Linked DNA regions of Sparus aurata: region 2 is linked to region 1. Evidence: chromatin contacts called from public Hi-C data. All regions are on one chromosome and are shown on one strand. Each heading gives the region's core, a stretch centred on a gene start, on an enhancer-like site or on the middle of the called end of the contact. The rest is flanking DNA. Distances are from core to core; before and after follow the strand shown. Region 1 holds the start of mki67 (marker of proliferation Ki-67). Region 2 holds the start of LOC115570773 (gap junction delta-3 protein).

Region 1 (7,079 bases), core at 559-3,058:
TGTGCAGCTATAGCAAAGCATTGCAGAGACTGATAACAAGGATTCACAGTTTACTCTTGATATTTATGTCAGTACCAGGAATCTTCATGACAGTGACCTTAATCGAAATCAGCATTGAGTTTAGGTTAAAGTGAAACAGAAATCAATTAATTTGCGTGTCACCAATTGAGAAAAATTTTTAAAAATCGAACAATTCTTTTTTTTTTAGTTTAGCACATTCTTCCTTGTAAAAGTTGAATTCATGAGCCGTTGAACACACCTGTGCTCAAATCACCGCTCTCACAGGTTTTGCACCGACAGCATTAGTTGATCTTATGTGAGCAGTAGTTGATAGTGGCTAATGTTAGCAAACATTTGATAGTTTGCTGTATAAATATACTACTGACTGTATGATTATCTAGCAATTGCCACTATCCTATAATCATCACTTGTGGCCACAGTGGCTGCTGTTTAGCAATCACTAGCATAGTGTAGTAACTTAAAGGACCTTACTTTGTGTTGAAAGGTGGTGGGGGCATAAAGGCTTGGATGAAAAGAAAAAGAGTTTTTAAACAGTCTTCAGCACATGCAATTTTAGGCAATGTAATGTATGCAGTCTGAGTAGATCATAAACATCTGGATATGTTTTATTACTTATATGGGATGTTTTAGGCTGTCAAACAGGACCTGGGTGGATTACTGTCCATTTTTGTTTTATTTTGCACCAGAGTCAACAGCAGCTAGCTTCAAGTGAAAGCTGCTGTTGGATAGCGAATCATTTGTTCTCATTTGTTATTTCATATTTCCTGAAGCAAGCTATTTTGCTCAAATGACGCTGTTAAAAAGTAACTGGGACAAAATTGCCATTTTCCGAATAGCCGCATATCAACAGACTAATTCTAAGTGCATATATATATATATATATATATATATATATATATATATATATATATATATATATATATATATATATATATATATATACATATATATATATATATACATATATATATATATATATATATATATATATATATATATATATATATATGTATCACAAACATTTATAGCAGAAACAGTACAGATCTAACTAGTAACATTGATGATGGCTCTGCACCACAGAGGTGTCCCAATAAGCCAAGCTAGTCCTGCAATAACATGACAACAGACAAAATGTCTCATGCAAAAAAGATCTGTATATAATATATACTATCATGATATATGATTATAAATAACGGCTACCCAATACAGAGCTATAAACAGTAGTAGACAGTTAATCTGGATTTGAGCGGCTGTCTCTGAAGATCCATTCAAGTGGAGCTTGTTGAGGTTAGTTAACCCCAACAACTATATTTAAATGATATTAACTCTTACAAAAGTCTGAAACAAAATGAGAATTTTTTCTATAAATCATTAGTATATTCTTTGTAATCTCTTGATAAAATTATAAATGCCATCTGGTTTCTATAAAGAAGCTCAGTGATAAAGACTGTCTAGTCTCGGCTTTGCAATAATTTTCCAAGTCCTATGCCCCGCCCTTTCTTTGAGATGGTGACGTATCAACCAATCACAGTTCTTCGCGCGGAATTTCAAACATTTTCAAATCAGTGTCCCTGTACCGAAGTGAAATCGTTCCGCCAGAATCGTAAACAAAATAGTCCCCTTTACGTTAATGGCAGTTACATTTGATGCTGACAATAATATTAAACTTTAAAAACACAGTTACTCAAAAATACATCTATTGTACCGCAAAACACAAGTTAAACCGCGTGTCTCTTTCAATTACAGTGTGTATTGAGTGGCGGAGTGATACTACGGCACCTCTGTGTAAGAGGCGAGAGGCGACAAATGACGGCTGCTCATGTTAGCTGCCGTTAGCCATTCGTCGATGTACATTGTAGTGTACGGTAGGTTACGTTTAGTCTGATATGACATTATAGTAAAACTAATCTTCGCCGCATCCCGGTTTATGGCTTGCCAGAAGTTGACGCGTCTTTGATTTCCAGGTAAGGCTACAACGCATGGACATATTTTTCAGTCTGTCCAACCATGGGCACATATTAAAGTTCTAGCTAGCTAACGTTAACGTTCAGTGACATGTATCAACGGACAATGCATCTTGTATCGGTAAATTGTCGCTTTTCTTGAAACATTTCTGCAACAATATAACGTTATCATTTCTGACAAAAGTATATCGGCACTTTCGAGGCGACATTACACGTGGGGTGACGCTGAATTTTCAGCTGGGTGTTTTTAATGTCAGTGTGTCCGAACAGAGATCTTCTGAGTTGATGTGTAACGTTAACGCTAACGTCGAAAAAATTGTCAGCGTTAAAACACAGTAACGTTATTGATTAAAAAATGATATACCTTTCGTCAACAAATTTCAATTAATGTTAACGTGCAGTAAATTTGATATGATGAAACGTCGTAAACGATTGAAATGTTGTATTTTCCCGAAAATCTCCCCATTTAGTTTGTTTCCTGTTTAAATGGGCCGTTTTTTAACGTCACTCTTTAAAAATTCACATTTGTTGTGTTAGCACTATGGTTTGACACTCGTTTTTTCCAGGTAACGTTACGAAAATGCCATTGCATGGAAAGATAGTGGTGATTAAGAGGAGTGGAGGAGATGGGACTGAGTTTCCTCTTACTGCAACATGCTTATTTGGAAGGTAAGAGCAGTAAAATGCATTTTGTGGGTGTAATGGGAGGTCATGTTTACAGATTAAATCACCACCCTTCGTTTGTTATATTTAAACTGCACTATTGTGTTTAGCACATATCTTTAAGCACATGCACACATTTATGTTAAAGCCAGCATTAACTATGAGCAGCCTCGTGTTGGGGTTGACAGAGGTGCTATAAAATCCTTGTTAGTTTGGAGGCGGGCCCTCTGCTGCTGACGTCAGAAATGTTAACGCATGTCTTTCCCTTGTTCATACATGAAGTAGCTCCAGTTTACAGGTTCACTTTACTCTTGGACCCTGGAATATTTCATAAAATACTCATTAACAAGTGCCACTGAAAACCTTGGGCGGTTCAGGTAATGTGTGTTTTGTTGACACATGTTTTCTCTGTGATCTTTGCAGGAAGCCAGACTGTGACATTCGCATTCAGCTTCCTCAAGTCTCCAAGGAGCATTGCAGGATTGACTTGAATGAAAATAAAGAGGTAATGACACATGCGAAACATGACCATGCTAACTTCAGTGATTCAACTCTAAAGCATACCTGGGATAATGAGGAATTCGTATTTGAATAATCATTTATGTCTTATGTTCATTCCAGTGTCAACAAAAAAGTCTCATTCCTAAATCACTTGTGGGTTCATTGTGGGAAATTTTGACCTAGATAGCAGTAAAAGCCGGGCTGACAATATTCTTCACTTTGAGGGCGTGCGTTTGATATGATTTTAATCTTTGACTCTTTCAGGTCGTTTTGACAAATTTGAGCTCAGTGAATCCAACTTGTGTCAACGGAGAAGCTTTGCAACAATCTGAGCGTCTGAAGCATGGAGATGTTATAACTATTATTGACCGTTCTTTCAGGTGGGTGTGAAGAGAAACAATTTACCATTCTTATTGCTCCTACCTCCTTACTTTTACTATTACTTCAGTATCAAGTGTATTGATTTGAAAAAAATAGTTTGACTCGGGTACATTCACACAAAAAAAGCCTAGGTTGCATTTTGGCGAGAGTTTCGCTTTAAAATATTTGTCACAACCTGCAAATGCTATCTCTATTGTCTGTACAAAAATCAAGAGTTCTACAATTTTTTATCCCATACATGCATCATTTTTGGTTTTCATTGATAGTTTTACCTGTACTTCCAAGAACACATTGTAGGGACATTTAAGTACAGATGGTATGTATTTAAATGGTATATATACCAGATGCAATGGGAATGGTGAAGTTGGCATTTTATTGACGTATGTAGATGAAGTTCTAGTTATATTTTCTGATGATTGTCATTTCAGGTTCGAGTACCCTCCAGCACCCACACCAAAGAAGAGGTCTTCCATAGGAGGCAAAACTGAAACCCTCAAGGTAACTTGCAGATTATTTATGTTCTCGCTAGAGCACTGCAGCCATCCCAACATCTTGACTTTGCCTGTTTAACAAAAGTGTCTCATGCCTAGGTTCTTAAAGATCAGCAGGTGGGACACACTGTCACCACTGAAACAGGAGGGAAAAGGATCTCTGAAGTGTCCACAGGTGAGACTATGTGACAGTGTTATTGTGAATTAGCTGTAGTTGAAGATAATGTTACACAATTACAGTTGGAGAACTCACAGAATTGGTGTTTACTTTGCAGCTGATTAAACATAATGGAATCAAATATTTTATCAAGTAGTTTTGAAAATGTAGATGGAAGTCTTGCTATGAATTTTCTATGTATACAGAACAATGAATTTGAGGCTCCAAACAGATTAGTCTCAAAATATAAGTCTTTGTGGTGGTTGTTGTTGTTGTTGTAGTAGTATTTAGCCCATTCTGGTAAACATCTGACAGATAAGTGAAAATGTTTTTGCAGCCCTTGCACTTTAAAGTGTACAAGCCTTTTTTATTGTTGGCTCTGTTTTAGGCCCTCATCTAAAAGATGGTACTAACAATGACAACATCCAGCGTTCTCTGGAGAAAAATGTGGAGGTGGATCCCAAGGAGGATCATAGCCTGCTGCACAACAAGACCGCATCCCCCTTCAACGATCTGTATCAAATGATCAAAAAATCTCTGGATGTTAAGACCCCGCGTAAATCTTCTGTCAGCCTGCTTCAAACGCCTTCCTCGAAGCTCTGCACTCCAAAACCTGTTTCAGTCAGAAAAAGTGGTGGAAAGCCTGTAATTTCCTCAGAAGACAAAAGCACTCCTAAGGATGAAGTCTCTTCTGGAGCTGATGAAACAAAGGAGGTGGAAGAAAAAATGGGTAATGGGACCCCGAAGTCAGTTAAGAAGCAGAGGAAGTCCTTTGAAGTTCCTTCTACTGTGATGGGGGGACCCGAAGCTGGAAATGGTGCCAAATCAGAGGCAGTGTCACCTCAGAAGAGAAACCGTTCACCTCCTCAAAGGTTTACTGCATGTGAGGTTATTGAGCAAGTTTCCACTCAAACACCCAAGTCACCTGTGAGAAGGAGAAGCAAGGAGGCCACACCAGCCAAACCTGCAGTGTCCAAGGAACAAGAAAAGCAAGCAGTGACTTCTCCCAAAACAAAAGCATCTCCAAAGAACTCAGGAAAGGTTGAAAAAGGTAATAAATATTTTTACACTATGTTGTTTCTCTTCAAATTTTGAACAGTGTTACCTGAATTGCAGAAATAACTTGAGCATGTTTCAGAAATATTTGGTTGTTTCTTATGTTTCATTTCACATTTACAATTCATTTATCAGTAAAAGAGACGTCCAAGAAACGCAAAAGTGGAGAACTTGTTGCCGACTTGCCCACATCACAAATGAAAAGGAAACGGGTTTCCTTTGGCGGGCAGCTGAGTCCGGAGTTATTTGACAAACGACTGCCTCCTGACTCTCCGTTACGCAAGGGGGCCACTCCTAGGAGAAGCCTATCCCTGTATCGACCCAAAAACTCACTTCTCAGACGAGCATCAGTCATTGGCTTGCTCCAGGTAAGACTTTACTGGACAAGGAGGACTCAAGTTTGACCGCACAGAACTGTTCCCCCTTACATGATGTTTTTTTTAAATTATTCTTTTTACTTTCTTTGTTTTTTTGGTTTGTTTGGTTTTTTTTTGCTTTTGTAGGAGCATCCATCGCCTAAGAAATCACCAGGTGCCAAGAAGGCTTCACCTAAGACTCCATCACCTGCAAAGAAATCCCCAGAATCCAAGTCTCCTTCTCCCAAGGCAGAAACCCCTGCAAAGAAGTCCCCAAAATCCAAGTCTCCTTCTCCCAAGCCAGAAACCCCTGCAAAGAAGTCCCCAAAATCCAAGTCTCCTTCTCCCAAGCCAGAAACCCCTGCAAAGAAGTCCCCAAAATCCAAGTCTCCTTCTCCCAAGCCAGAAACCCCTGCAAAGAAGTCCCCAAAATCCAAGTCTCCTTCTCCCAAGGCAGCAACCCCTGCACAGAAGTCCCCAAAATCAAGGAGCCCTACTCCCAAGGCTGCATCTGCAAACAAAATGGAAACTCCTAAGGCCATCAAACAGACCCCCACAGTACAAGGGCGATTCTCTGTGTCACGCATCAGCACACCATCTCCAATTGCTGAAGATGCCGTTACTGACCAGGTGCCTTTGGTCACAGTAACTCCTAAAATACCCCTAATGAGGAAAAGCATGAAGAACACCTCACGGAAGAGCATCGCAAAGAGTGCTGTAAAAGTGCTGCGCAGAAGTGGCATTTCAAGGGCATCTATCAAAGGTATGTTCAAACCCTGAATTATGATATACTGTACATCTTTTTATATTGTAAATCTTACCTTTGGTCCATGCACTTTATGATCAATTTCTGTGTTCATTTCTCCCTTTTCTGGCTCTCCTTTCAGCCATGAATTCCTACGCAGACATGGTGAAATTTGGGCAAACTAAGGTTCAAGTGGCTATTCCAGCTAAAACGGCAGTCCCCAAAAAGACAATGAAGAAGACTGTGTCCAAACTCCAGGTAAACAATATTCCTGTTCCTGAATACAGGACCCTTTTAGAGCAGATCACATTAGAACTTCTAAGTCTTACTTACTCTTACTGAACATCATCGCTTACTGTTATAGGGTTATTTCTTGTTGTGATGTTAGCATGTTTAACATTTTGAAAACTGCAGTGACTCTGTCCTAAATCTTTTAGACACCTGCAAGAAAACTCCTTGGCCATGTCAGCACTGGACATGCAAATTCACCTGTTACCATTGTAGTGGGTAGAGCTCACAAACAAAAGGTTGTGCAACCAACTGGTGCTGCACCACGACTGGTCACCAACATTGTACCCCTTAAAAAGAACATGAAAATGGATGAAGACTTGACTGGTAAATCCACCTTTTTCATCCTTATGGTTGCCAACACTTTGTCAATGGATGTTGGACTTCAATATTGTACCTAATCTTATTGTGCGTTTGTGTTTTTAGGACTTTCTGAAATGTATAAAACTCCTCTAA
Region 2 (6,984 bases), core at 3,091-5,590, 200 kb before region 1:
TGAGTTGAGGATGAAGTACTATGTGCTGAGAAAGGACTGGTTGACCGGCATGCTCGGGGCAGAGAGCGCTAAACTGACCAATCAGGCCCGCTTCATTCTGGAGAAAATCCAGGGCACCTTGGTTATTGGTTAGTAGCTTGTGTAATTTAATTTAAAAGACATGCAAATAATAAAAATGAAACATTTGTATTATCTACATTTCTTCCTACTAAAAGTGAGCAATCTAACAGTCCAAGTTTTAGGCATCATTGCGCAGACCTAAAACGTTTTAGATTTTTATTAGGATTAAAAGTTTTAATCCTGTCCATGTGCTTGCAGAGAACAAGCCAAAGAAGGAACTGATTCGCATGCTGCAGCAGATGGGCTACGACTCTGACCCAGTCAAGGCTTGGAAAGAGGCTCAAGAGAAGGTAGGGCGCGTTTCTACATCAATGAGGAATACTAAATAATCATCTACATCTGAGCTAATGGCTTCACATATTGGTGTTCATGGTTTTAGAATGAAGAGGAGATGGAGCAGGAAGATGAGGAAGAAGCAGAGAAGGAGGACACCAGCGGGCCAGACTACAACTACCTGCTGAGCATGCCCATGTGGTTCTTGACCAAAGAGAAGAAAGAGGAGTTGTGCAAACAGAGGGATGCTAAGGTGCGATGTTCAGTCATGCCTTCAAAAAAAATTGGAAATTTAATTTGGTCTGTCTAATGCAAACTTTGTCAATTTCTGACCTGACTGCTGTCTTATAGATTACAGAGCTGAACGCCCTGAAAAAGAAGAGTCCAGCAGACATGTGGAAGGAAGACCTGGCTGCTTTCTCTGAGGAACTGGAGGTACCGGCTCGTTGTCTAATTTTTATACATCCAGCCATAAGTGCACTTCTTTAGTCACATATACTCACTGACAATATCCTGTTCCTTCTTGTGCTCAGAAATGTGAGGCAAAAGAAAAGGAGAGTGCCGCCATGCCTGTCGTTAAAAAGGGCGCTGGTAAAGGCAAAGCGGTGAAGGTGAAGCAGGAGACTATGCCAACACCACAGGGTCGCCGCGTTATCCCACGCGTTACCAGCACCATGAAAGCTGAGGCCAACAGGAAGGCTGATCTCAAGAAGGGAGAAGGCAAGAGGGGCAAAAAAGTCAAGGTATGTCTTTTCATGAAATTTAAATCTGCGTCTTGAACTATTTTTGGTTTAGCACACTGCCGAAATGAAATAACATTTAACTTGACTACATTTCTGTAATGTAGAGCGAAGATGTGGTGATGAAGATGGAGTTTGGAGAAGATGCAGAGAACGCAGAGCCGAGCGAGGAGGTTGGTTTGGCTGCACGACTGACGAAGAAAACTAAAACCCAGGCGAAGGAAAAAGGTAAAAATGGCTGAAATGACACATGAAAACGATAATTGGCCAAACTTGAGTTGATGATGAGTTCTGTTCTTGGTATATTCTCATTTTTATGATGTATGTTTTTTCTTCATAGCTCAAATTCAACTTATATTCCACTCATTCGAGAAATATGCAGCAAGATTATTTGTTGAATAATGATAATAAAACAATCATTTTAAGCCTTCAACTCCCTCAGTGTTTGCATACAATTAACCAGCAACCAACTATTCTTTAGTAACATCTAGTGGCAGCTCTGTGAAAATGCATCATCTGCAAACTCCACTTGATAACAAACTGACTCAGGTGTCATGTCATACTGCTTGATTGCAAAACTGGGGCAATAATATATGATTGCAAAATTGGGGCAATAATATATGGACTTTGTTATCTACATCATAATTTGCTATTAACAATTCTGCACCAGCATTTAAAAGTTCTGTCTGAATATCCATTTACCAACAGCGGCACCTATATTCCCACAGTGGATAGCTTAAAGGACTTAAAAGAAATAAAAAAACTTTAACCATCATTATAAAATATATGAAGCTTTATTGCATTTTTATTAAAGATGACTAAGGAACACTCTTCTTTGCAGCAGTGGCATCAAAGACCGGCAAGCAGAGCACTCTTCAGTTCAAGCCCGTTTCCAAGAAGTCCAAGAAGAACCCGTGGTCGGACGAAGAGTCTGACAATCAGTCTGGCGACAGTGACATGGAGGTGGAGGAAGTGGTTGCCCCCAGGGAGCGGGTTGAACGTAAAACTAAAGGTGAATCTACCAGATGATCCTGACCTGTCATCAGTGACGGTTAGACGGGGGTTTAAATAGTTGTTTCCCATCCTCCTCTGAAAAGGACTGTCTCAGCTGTTTGCTCATACATACCCAGAACACCAGATTAGATGTAATCACTCTTGAAATGTTTTGATTTTAATTAAAATGTTGAAAAGCTGCATTTCCTAAGGCTAATTAGCTCTCTTATCTCAATTCGTCCCCAACTGGTCTTCCTGACTGTAGTGACTCCTCTATTATGGATATCTCGAGGGAAAACAAACTTTTCAGTCTAATTTTGGATTAAAAAAAACAAAAACCGTAGAATACCCGGCAGCATTGGTTAATCAAACCTTTCCGTTGTTTTTTTTCTGAAGCTGCGGTGAAGTACAGTATGTCTGACAGTGAAGATGAATTTGATGACTGGGGGAAGAAGGAAGCTCCAGTGCAGAAAGCTGTTGTCAGTGATGATGATACCAGCTTCGCCCCAGAGCCCAGCTCCATGCCTGACAGCGATGTGGACTCACCAGCCCCACCTCCTAAAGCTCCAGAGCCCACGTGAGTATGAAGACAATGACGTACAAAACTTCTTCTGTAACATCAGGGCTTTTATCAGAACATTTTTATATTGATCTTATAATTGAATTTCATTATTTCTATGCAGGAAGAAGGTGGTGAAGAGCAAATCCACAGTGAAACAAGCTGAAAGCAAGTCGAGCTGTAAGTATTTTTGTGTAACACTCCTGTGATGAGCTTGAGGAATAATGGGCTAATTTATCTGAGATCTAATTATTTGCTCTTGTGGCGCTTCACAGCTCCCTCTGATGATCAGGTGCCTGCAGCCAAGGCACCAGTTCAACGTACAACCAAAGATAAAACAAAAGAGGCTGCGCCTAAGAAAGCTCCTGCTGCCAGGAAACCAGCTGCATCCAAGAAGAAGGCTGCAGGTAAACAGCCATTAAACAATAATTAGGAACAGCTCAGCGTGGTTTATGACACACTGATGTTTCTCTGTTTATGTATTTTTTTGAGAAATGATACCAATAAAAAGTCAAGATTACAAAAGCTAAATTACAGTTATAGTTTTACATGTTTGTTACAAATATTTGTTGTTAACTTGTGATTAAAGTGCGTGATGGTTGGAGAAAAGAACTGAAATGCATTCTTGGTTTGTTCTTCCTGTTTGTTTCTCATAGATGTGAAGCAGCCGTCCATCATGGATGTTTTTTCGAAGCCCAAAGCAACGTCCAGCAAGCCTGCCAAGAAGGTCCCTACGTTTGACACCAGCGACTCTGAGGGCGAAGCTAAAGCTCCGGTCACAAAGGCGAAGCCCGTTCTAAAACGGAAACAGGCCGACAGCGACAACTCTGACAGCGACTCAGACAACCTCATGTCACGTCTGAAGGCCAAAACAACTGCCGGCAGCAAGGTCAGTTTTACACTGAACTCTAATTTGAGAAAGGGTTTTTACATGTTAATGGGCCAGCAGACCTCATTTTATAAATCTATTTAGTTCAAGTCATTATCATCACCTTGTTATAAACTTGAACATTTTCTCTGTACCTGTAGAAAACCAAGAAGTGGCTCGATGACGACAGCTTCCAGGTCTCAGATCAGGAGGAAGCATCTCCCGTGGCGGTGGCGCCGCGGGACAAGCCCTCACGTGCCCGGAAACCTGTAACCTACAACCTGGACTCAGACTCCGATGAAGACTTTTAAAACTTAGTCCCTAAACCAGTGTCTACATGGCCAATTTTTTTCATAGATCTTGTATCAAAGACCGGTTCTTTAGTAAGTTATACATAAAGTTTGTGCCATATGCTGACATATGGCTTTGCTTTTATCACTGGAAGCACCGTTGCATTTACACTTGTTGCTTGAATGGACCTGCAGTTTTTACAAAGCTGATTGATTGATTGTAGAAAAAATTGAAATAGAATCTGTTTCTGTGTCAGGTGCTTGACCCTTGTTACACCTGAGTATCTCTGCTTTTAGTGTCCAAATTACTAACACTTATGGCTACTCGACATTTCTTTGTAATCCACTTTTGTTTGTTTGTGTCCTGTCTTGTAAATATTTCAATGGCTGTTAAGTTTATATGGCAAAAAAATAAAGTTAACCTGTTTGTACCGATTGCAGCGTATTTGGAAATGAGAGTCACATGATGGGATTGCTTTAGGGCTAACGTCGAGTGAAACGTGCCGTTGAATTTGTGTCTGTACAAGTCAGGTTTCTCAGTAGTGTTTCGGGGAGGGAGACTGATAAGCTGCACATGTGGTAGATAGGACTGGTGTAATGGGAAACAAGTCTTTGGGGAAGTTGGATGGGTAAGTAACACTTTTATTAACCATGATTTCATTTCAGAGGTTAAAATCTTTAAGACTTGGCTTTTATGCACAAATTGAGATTGTGAATGTTGAGAGTAGAAAGTGAAAGAATTCTCCTTATCTAATACAACTTTGATAAACTGATTCCAAGTCATAAAATCATTGACATACAGTTATAACGGCTAAGATAAAAAGAACAAATCTTGAACCACAAAGCTCAATAAAAATTGTCTTGACTGCTTTCTGAATGAAACAGTTCATCACAGGGTAGCATTACGCAAGTGTTCGCGTGTTGCCCTTTGTGATCAGAGAAAACAGTTGGTGCAGCTTAAGGCTGACCCTTCCTGCCATTTAGGAAGCTCTTTGAAATGCTCATCAAGAGTTTGCCTTTCTTGGGTAAACATCACTCCTGTCTGGGACTCTTGATGGGTCCAGATTAGGACGTTGCAGGAATTTCCGGTTGCCACCCTCTCAATTAGAAGCCCCTGCAAGCCTCCACCACATGCCATTTGGAGTGAGAGCTGGTGTGGACCAAGGTGTAACGCTTGATTGGACACAATTTTTATATATCCTCCTCCATTTTGTCCTGGGACATATCTGAGCAGGAGAGGACGAGGAACCAGAAAACAGGATTTTTTTTTTTCTTTTCATGGTTTGGTTTTCGCGTGTCTCTGCTTCAGGTAAATCAAATCCCTAATGCCTTAAAGCCTCGGCTTGTTTTGTCATCTTGCTGCCACTGACTTGTCAGAAATCTGAGTACAGACCAGCAAGTAGCTCAACCAGTCAGGTTACTTGCACAAGCAGCAGCCTGTAGATTGAACGATGCTGTATTCATAACGGCTGTGCCACGAAAATGAAGGTCAAATATGTGAAGAATAAACGACAACCAATCAACCAAAATTTCTGGTGACTGGTTAATTATTTCAGTGGCGGATTCAGGATGTGTGAGGGCCAGGGGTGAACTAGATCAAAAAAAAGGGCACCACATGTGTGCAAGGGGCAACCAGTGGGGTAAGGAGAAGGCACTTTGTCATGTTTTACCTACCATAGGGGAGGCCAACAGTGTGTGCGCGCCGTGTTTTTTCAAACACGGGGTCACCTGTGTTTCGAGGGATGAATGTACTTTATAGCAAACTTTTTTTTATATAGATATCACATCGTGAGGTCTGACTGTTTTCTCTTTCAATATCTTCACAGTCATCTGTCAAAACAAAACCTAAAGATGAGGGGAATACCAAGAGGTTTAATGGTGCCGCTGTGATTGTTTTATTCCTTTCCTGCTATTGATAAATTCCTGTTATTGCAGGTGGTGTAACCGTGTTTCATTTTTGGTTTCAGGTAATTAGAATGTGAGTTTTATCACCACTTTGAATGATTAAAAAAAAAAGAACACCTAGATAAGCTGACTGACCTTAGACCCTCCTTTGAGTCATAAGTTGGACATAATAAGACACACTTTGGTTTCTCTTTTATCAAAGACAGCTCCGAGGCGGATAGATCTCCAGATTCTCAAGAAGCCATACCGGCGCTGCGATCATGGGGGAATGGGGCTTCCTCGGCGTGCTCTTCGACAGCCTCCAGGTCCACTCGCCGATGCTTGGTCGTTTCTGGCTCCTGCTCATGCTTATCTTCAGGATTGTGATCCTGGGAACTGTAGCCAGCGACCTGTTTGATGACGAGCAAGAGGAGTTTGTCTGCAACACCCTCCAGCCGGGCTGCAGACAGGTGTGCTACGACATGGCCTTCCCCATCTCCCAGTACAGATTCTGGGTGTTTCACGTCGTCCTCATCGCCACACCTTCCTTGGTTTTCCTCATGTACGCCGCGCATCACCACAGCAAGAGGACCGCCGCCCACCCCAAGTTCAACCAGATTTGCAGCCGGGACCAGAGACAAGACCGCCGTTTGAGGAGGCTTTACATGGTCAACGTGATCTTCCGCATATTTGCAGAAGTTGGCTTTCTCTTGGGACAGTGGTGGCTGTACGGCTTCCAGGTGGATGCCCAGTTCCCCTGCAGCCGCTTTCCTTGCCCCTACACAGTGGACTGCTTCACCTCGCGCCCCGCAGAGAAAACAATCTTCCTCTGCTTCTACTTCGCCGTGGGGCTGATAGCATTCATCTCCAGCTGCGCAGAGGTTCTCTACGGCTCCAAGAAGTGGTTCTGCTCAAGCCGGGGGTCCGTCACCACGGATTCCTCCTCTTACGTCTGCGAGAACCTCCACAACGTCAAGCAAGAGGAGGCAGTGGCAGCAAATGGGAAACCTAGCGCATTTAAGGCCCCAGAGAGAGCGTACAGCAGCGTGAGGATGAAGGCGGGATCGATGAGGAGCAGCGCGATTAGGAAGGCCTCCAGCTACAGCCACAAACCCAGGGCTGTCAAATCTGTGAGCAGCAGGACATTCATGGTGTGAGAGCTTCACTTACCCTCATCTAAGTGTTGGAACTGTTTCCTGAATGCCACTTCCTTAGCGTAAGAGACATCATCAGGGAGTTCACAGTAGACAGGAAATT

Evidence for each region. Hi-C and Micro-C count contacts between places; a contact is called where the count stands out from the background.
Region 2: a Hi-C map of skeletal muscle shows a contact between it and region 1, with 6 times the contacts expected there. The contact joins the promoter of LOC115570773 here to the promoter of mki67 in region 1. A contact is called at or near these places in 2 of 2 Hi-C or Micro-C datasets (skeletal muscle and an unstated tissue).

The regions. Positions count from the first base shown.
Region 1 is chr20:11,590,952-11,598,030 of fSpaAur1.1, reverse strand. It overlaps mki67 (marker of proliferation Ki-67), which reads left to right and starts at 1,808. Exons shown (of 13, transcript XM_030400852.1): 1 at 1,808-1,985; 2 at 3,959-4,028; 3 at 4,121-4,196; 4 at 4,567-5,229; 5 at 5,370-5,602; 6 at 5,738-6,353; 7 at 6,478-6,593; 8 at 6,773-6,950; 9 at 7,050-7,079. The coding sequence starts at 4,701.
Region 2 is chr20:11,790,229-11,797,212 of fSpaAur1.1, reverse strand. It overlaps LOC115570773 (gap junction delta-3 protein), which reads left to right and starts at 4,340. Exons shown (of 2, transcript XM_030399481.1): 1 at 4,340-4,472; 2 at 5,951-6,984. The coding sequence starts at 6,009. The coding sequence ends at 6,884. It overlaps top2a (DNA topoisomerase II alpha), which reads left to right. Exons shown (of 35, transcript XM_030400870.1): 24 at 1-128; 25 at 319-410; 26 at 500-646; 27 at 745-828; 28 at 927-1,136; 29 at 1,241-1,361; 30 at 1,978-2,145; 31 at 2,523-2,703; 32 at 2,810-2,865; 33 at 2,961-3,092; 34 at 3,342-3,574; 35 at 3,715-4,279. The coding sequence ends at 3,864.